Linked DNA regions of Macaca mulatta: region 2 is linked to region 1. Evidence: chromatin contacts called from public Hi-C data. All regions are on one chromosome and are shown on one strand. The core of a region is the stretch at or near the end of the contact, and the rest is flanking DNA. Distances in the headings are between cores, read along the strand shown.

What was found. A called contact is a pair of places that touch in the nucleus more often than the background predicts.
Region 2: a Hi-C map of blood shows a contact between it and region 1, with 2.5 times the contacts expected there. The contact joins the promoter of SLC31A1 here to the promoter of PRPF4 in region 1. A contact is called at or near these places in 5 of 14 Hi-C or Micro-C datasets (CD4 T cells, blood, cortical neurons and 2 more).

What each region holds. Positions count from the first base shown.
Region 1 is chr15:45,038,070-45,040,857 of T2T-MMU8v2.0, forward strand. PRPF4 (pre-mRNA splicing tri-snRNP complex factor PRPF4) reads right to left here and starts at 1,355. Exons shown (of 14, transcript NM_001261569.1): 1 at 1,276-1,355; 2 at 331-508. The coding sequence starts at 1,302. It also overlaps a transcript of CDC26 not described here.
Region 2 is chr15:45,088,712-45,091,499 of T2T-MMU8v2.0, forward strand. It overlaps SLC31A1 (solute carrier family 31 member 1), which reads right to left and starts at 1,386. Exons shown (of 5, transcript NM_001257506.1): 1 at 1,250-1,386. FKBP15 (FKBP prolyl isomerase family member 15) reads left to right here and starts at 1,610. Exons shown (of 28, transcript XM_077968299.1): 1 at 1,610-1,725. The coding sequence starts at 1,673.

The DNA of each region.
Region 1 (2,788 bases), core at 105-2,604:
AGGACGAGGGGGAGGGATCACAAGGTCAGGAGTTTGACCAACATGATGAAACCCCGTCTCTACTAAAAATACAAAAATTAGTTGGGCTTGTTGGTGTGCGCCTGTTATCCCGGCTACTCCGGAGGCTGAAGGAGAACTGCCTGAACCCAGGAGGCGGGGGTTGCAGTGAGCAGACATCGCGCCACTGCACTCCAGCCTGGTGACAGAGCGAGACTCCGTCTAAAACAAAAGAACTTAAATTTTTTGACATTATAAAACTGATGATATTCAAGTTTAGGAAAGTATTCATTACACAAAGAGGTAAAGATGGGTTCACAATTTGCATCTTACCAGAGGTTATATTAATATTTCCAGCTTCGATCCCTGCTTTAAGTCCTTCTTTCCCCAAAATCCCAGACTCTCCTTTGGCCAGACGCTCCCTCTCCTTCTCTTCCAAACTTCCATAATAGATGTGTGGTTTCTTCACAACCGGAGCAACTAAGTCATCGGGTGTTTTAGTTTTGGTTGCCTGCCAAATCAAAAATCTGGATTAAATTGAGGTTTAATCTTGGCAATTTACCGGATTTCCCGAGGATGAAGCTCGCCCTGAGTTTCACAGTCCTATTTCCTTCATAATTGAAAGGACAAATTGGACACTACTTAAGATGTTCTTCATCGATTTGAGGTGAAGGGGAGGGTGTTTCAGTCCCTCACTTTAGCTGACGGGATTGATAAAACTAGTGAGGTTCTCTCGAGTATTTTCATATGAAAGGTTTGCTCTGGAATCTGTTTACTTTATTCTGCTGGAAACGTGGAATCTCGTGTTTTACGATGTATCCAAGATTACTGCTCATCACTGGGGAAATATTAAGGATAGATGAAATAACCAACGCGGTGCTAAAGGATAACAAGTTACAACATTACGAGTGTATACATTTCAAACGTTTCTAGACGTGAGGTAGAAGTTAGTAGGTCTCATTAAAATTTTGAGATCTGCCAAACGCATAAACCTTGGCCAAGACACTTCCCTATTTCAGAGCACCGTTACTGGATGAGTCGGAAGAGATGTTTGCCCTTTGGGGCTGTAGTGGGAGAGGTGCAAATAAGCTACAGTCCACGAAAGCGCTTAGGGGTCAGGAAAACGGTGGTCCGCTGTGTAGAAGACCACTGAGTCCCGCAGCCTTCCTCCTCAGCCCTCCACCGCCTTCTCTCGCTCCCTAACGGCCCCTTCCCGCAGAGATCCTCTTCCCCCTCCGCGCTCCCTGCCAGAGTGAGTTGCGATCCCGGGCTCTGTACCGTGGAGGAGGTTCGCGAGGAAGCCATGCTGGGCTCTGGAGCCGCGAGGCCCCAGCGAAATCCAAGCTCTCCGTTTCAGACCTTCCACCGCGCGCCCAGCAGAGCGGAAGTGCGTCACTGACCGGAAGTGTGTCGCAAACAGGACATGGGCCAAGAGCCGTCGCTGCGCCCGGAGCGGCGCGGAGCATGATGGAAGTCGTAGTAGGAAATGGCGTCGTGGCATTGAGGGGCATCCCTCCTAGAACCTCCAAGAAAAGCTCGCGGAAGACGAGGTTCTGCTGAGAGAGAGGCTCCAAGCCGTCTGGGAAGTGTAGTCCAGTTGGCGTAGCAGTAGTTTCGTGGAGGGGAGCCGAGGTTCCGGGAAGGGGCTGAGCCGACTTGAAAAGAGGTAGGTAAGTCGACTCGCGCGGCTCGGGGCTGAACTCTGGAGCGAGTCGAGGGCTTCCGGGGCCCGCTGTGCCTCCCCGGGCCTACGGGGGCGTTTACGTCTTCTGGGAGCCGAGGACCGTGTTACCATAGAAACCCTGGGATCCGAGGTACAGGCCTGGAGCTAGGGGACGAGGACTGTTCTCTTCCATGGTCCGGAAGTCTTCCCAGGGGCCACCTATGAGCTTGATGGCTCGGCGGTGGATTTGGGCTGCAGCGAGAGATTAAGCTAGAAGAGCCCGCTGGTGCCAAAGTCAAATAAAGACCCGGCGGAGGAGCTTCGGCCTGATTTTGTTCATTTGTCTTCAGCCTGGTCTTTGTATCAGATTGAGAGTAAGATGATGGTTAGGAGGGTGTCAGGGAACTGTACGTCTCTCTGCCCTGCTGGATGCTGGGGTATTAGAGACGAACAGCATAAGGTTTTTATCTCCACGTGGACGGTGGGAGATCCTCAAAATATTGACGTTTCCGTAGCTGGCCAGATCCTCATCCAACCCCCTAGAAAAATTACAGCCATAATAGGTGTTATTTATTGAACATTTATTAAATGCCAAGTAATGTTCCAAGAGCTTACTCTGCATTACGTTATTCACTTCCTACAACAGCAAAGTAGGATACAGATGAGGAAACTAAGGCCTAGTTAGAAATGAAACTAATTGTTCAAGATCAGTGGCGCAGTGGGATTAGAACCTGTGCCCTTTAACCTCTACAGCCAGCACTTTTAACTGCTACTCTATACTGCTCCGTAGTGGCCAGTTTTTCGCAGTTTGCAGAAAAGGTAAAATGTATAGTAGACCTTTTTTTTCCTTTTAGGTATCCCTATCCCTCTCTTTCCCTCTTTGGAACTTTGGCTTTCTCTACCATTTGTCTGCATTGGAATCTGGTAGAAGATAATGCCTGATTTAGTACAAAGCAATTTGAAATGTAATGTGCCAGTGTTTTGTGTTGATAATATCGCCTGTAATATCCTAAGCTTCATGGGAGAAGGAAATATTTCTTCCTTTGTATACTTCACAGTCCCTAGTTTCATCCTAGATACATGTAATAATTTGTATCTCTATATACTTTCAAGGAGTTTTCACTTCCA
Region 2 (2,788 bases), core at 136-2,635, 51 kb after region 1:
AAGCTCTTTCTGTTAAACATTTAGATGTTTCAGGGCTGCAATCACAGTGACCAGTATTGGGGAGAGTGATTAAAAAGTGCCATGGTACTTAATCCAGTTATTCCCCCAACACCTCTAAGAGGTAGCCAAGTTCACACACTAAACAGAGCTACTGCAACAGTTCTAATGCTAGTCCTTAGATTCTAGTTCCATTTCCGGTTCTAGTGCTTAGATTCCAGTTGCATCATTCCAACTGTGAGGCTTCGCTGCTTTAACATCTTTGCCAGGAGGTGCAAAGTTCTCTGGGAGGGAGAACTTCGCTTCAATTTCATACTGACAGATTGAAACATTCAGGTAAGGGACACCTGTAGTACCAACCTGACTGTGAGGGGAAGCCCAAGAACTCCATTGAGTCTGTGGACGCTACACTGGGACACTATCTCCTGAGCCACACCTTACCTAAGCCAGGACTACCCCAGGATTGTTTCGAGAATGAAACCAGGTTAACCAAAAAAATACTTAGGTAAGATACAGATAGGGTGGAAACTGGAGTCAGAGGAGTCCGTCACAATTGATGTTGATTTAGGACTGTCGCAGGAAGACCCAGGGAAACCCACGCCAAGGTTGGGCTGGGGATGTGTCTGCCTCCAAAGTATCCTCCTTTCCATCACCCACCGCCAGAATATCCTAGTTCTTCTGCACCTCACCTGCGTAGAATACAGGTGGACTCTAGAAAGGGAATTTTCCTCGAGGTGTATGCTACAGTCTTTCAATAGCCATTCTGTAAGGGCACACAGTGCTTAAGGGCTGGTAACGTTCTTGTTCACGCACTAGCTCACTATGTCCTGAATCAAAGGACGAGGAATCCAGTCTCAGTCTGCCCTTTACTCTTTGTGACCTCGGACTAGTCACCCGGGTGCTTAGTTCCTTCGTCTCCCTATCTGTAAATTCTGAGATTACGAGGAGGCCGGGATCGAAATCGATGGCCTCTGAGCTCTAAAAGCTTCTGGACCAGCCGGCACATGGAAGCACTGGACAAATGGCCGGTTGCACACACGGGGAAACTGAGGCACCGAGCACCGCGGCCCAAGGTCACTCTGGCTAAGCCACTGCAGGGACCGGGTCGAAGCCCAAGTCTTTAACCCTCCAGTCCCGCGCTCTTTCTCCTTCCGCGGAGCTGAGGAGAGCGGCCAGAAGGGTCCTTGTCCCGCTGGGGAAAGCACGGTACCCATGCACAGGGGTGCTAGAGAGGGACCGGGAGAAGCCTTACCTTCCCAGGTCGAGTCCAGCCACTGGCGCCTCTCTCTCCCAATCTTAACCCGTCACCCCCTCACGACTCCTCGAACGGCCCGTCCACTTCTACCCGGCTCGACGTGTCCACGACAGCCTCCGAGGCCGAGGATTTCCCGCCCCCTCCCGCCCCCTAGCATTACCGACCAATCCCTGCACGAGACTGTGAAGCTCCGACCCCCTGCGGGCTGGAGAGGCCTGACGTCTGGCGGCGCGAGCCTCTCATTTGCCTTTGCCCCACCTTCTCCAGAGCCTAGACTACTTTCAGCCCAGAGACCGTGAGGGAGTTCACCCTGCCGGAAAGCAGCACGCCGCCGCGGCATTTTACGACGTCGGCGGTGACAAGCCCTGGGACTCTGGAAATACCCAGCTTCCTCCCCGCAGCCTGGTGAAAGCCAACGCAATGTTCGGTGCGGGGGACGAGGACGACACCGATTTCCTATCGCCCAGCGGCGGGTGAGTGACTGAGAAGTATGCGCTGGAGGGCGTGGCTGAGAGATACCGGCGGATTTTTGGAGGGGGGTCGATCTCTTCTCAGGCCTTTTCCCAACTTCCGGGGGGAGACTCTTGACACATTCCGGTGCTCTACACCTCTCAGAATCTGGGCAGAGCTTCCAACTGTGCTGACTCTGCCAATCTGAGGTTCGGGACCCGGCATCTCTCTTGGCGCGAAGATAACCCTGGGGTTTGCCTTTTGCATTCTGGGTCACAATTTCTCCTGTGAAATGGGAATGATTGCTGATGAAACTTCCTGCCTCAGAATTTTTGTAGGAGTCACCTGGGGCTGATAAGAGACTTTCTCTTCTCCGTGGAGAAGGCGATGACACTTTAGAACCGGGCCCTGGTGGGTCAGCTCTAGCATTCTTCAAGGCCCAGCTCGGATGTCACGTTTTGGATGCTTTTCCTTCTCCTGCAGCCTCAGGCAGAATGAATTGCTTTCTCTTCCTTATTCCTACAGTTAGGTGTGTTTGCCTCTGTTCTTGTACCCCAAACCTATTAGATTATGAGTCCTCACAGGACAGGGACTGCTTATGTTGTTCATTTCTGTCTAGCACTCAGCATGGTACCTAGCACATAGTGAGTGCTCAGGAAGTGGCTGTTGAATGAATAATAGCTGCGAAACTGCACTTTGTAAAGTTTAAAGCTTAAAACCAACGTAACAGACTTCCGTCATTCTCCAGTTTCTTCAAGCGTTATATTAATATATACCAGCCTGGGATAGAAATCTTTAAAGAGAGGCAGGGTTTTGTCTCTTTCAGTGGTCAGTTTAGCCTTTTCCATTGTGTTGTGCCGGTGGACAGCTTGACTTCCTCCAAACTTGTGAGCTACCAAGCTCTGATCATTGCAGAGCTTATCTTTGAACATATGCTTAACAAATTTTGTGCGTGCTGAAGAATGTACTGGAAAAATGACAAATACACCACATATGCTCCTTAATCTGCTAAATGCTAAGAGGTTACAAAAATTATTAAACTGCTGTGCCTCCCCTTAAGTTGCTTAGAGATCTATTGGGCCATGT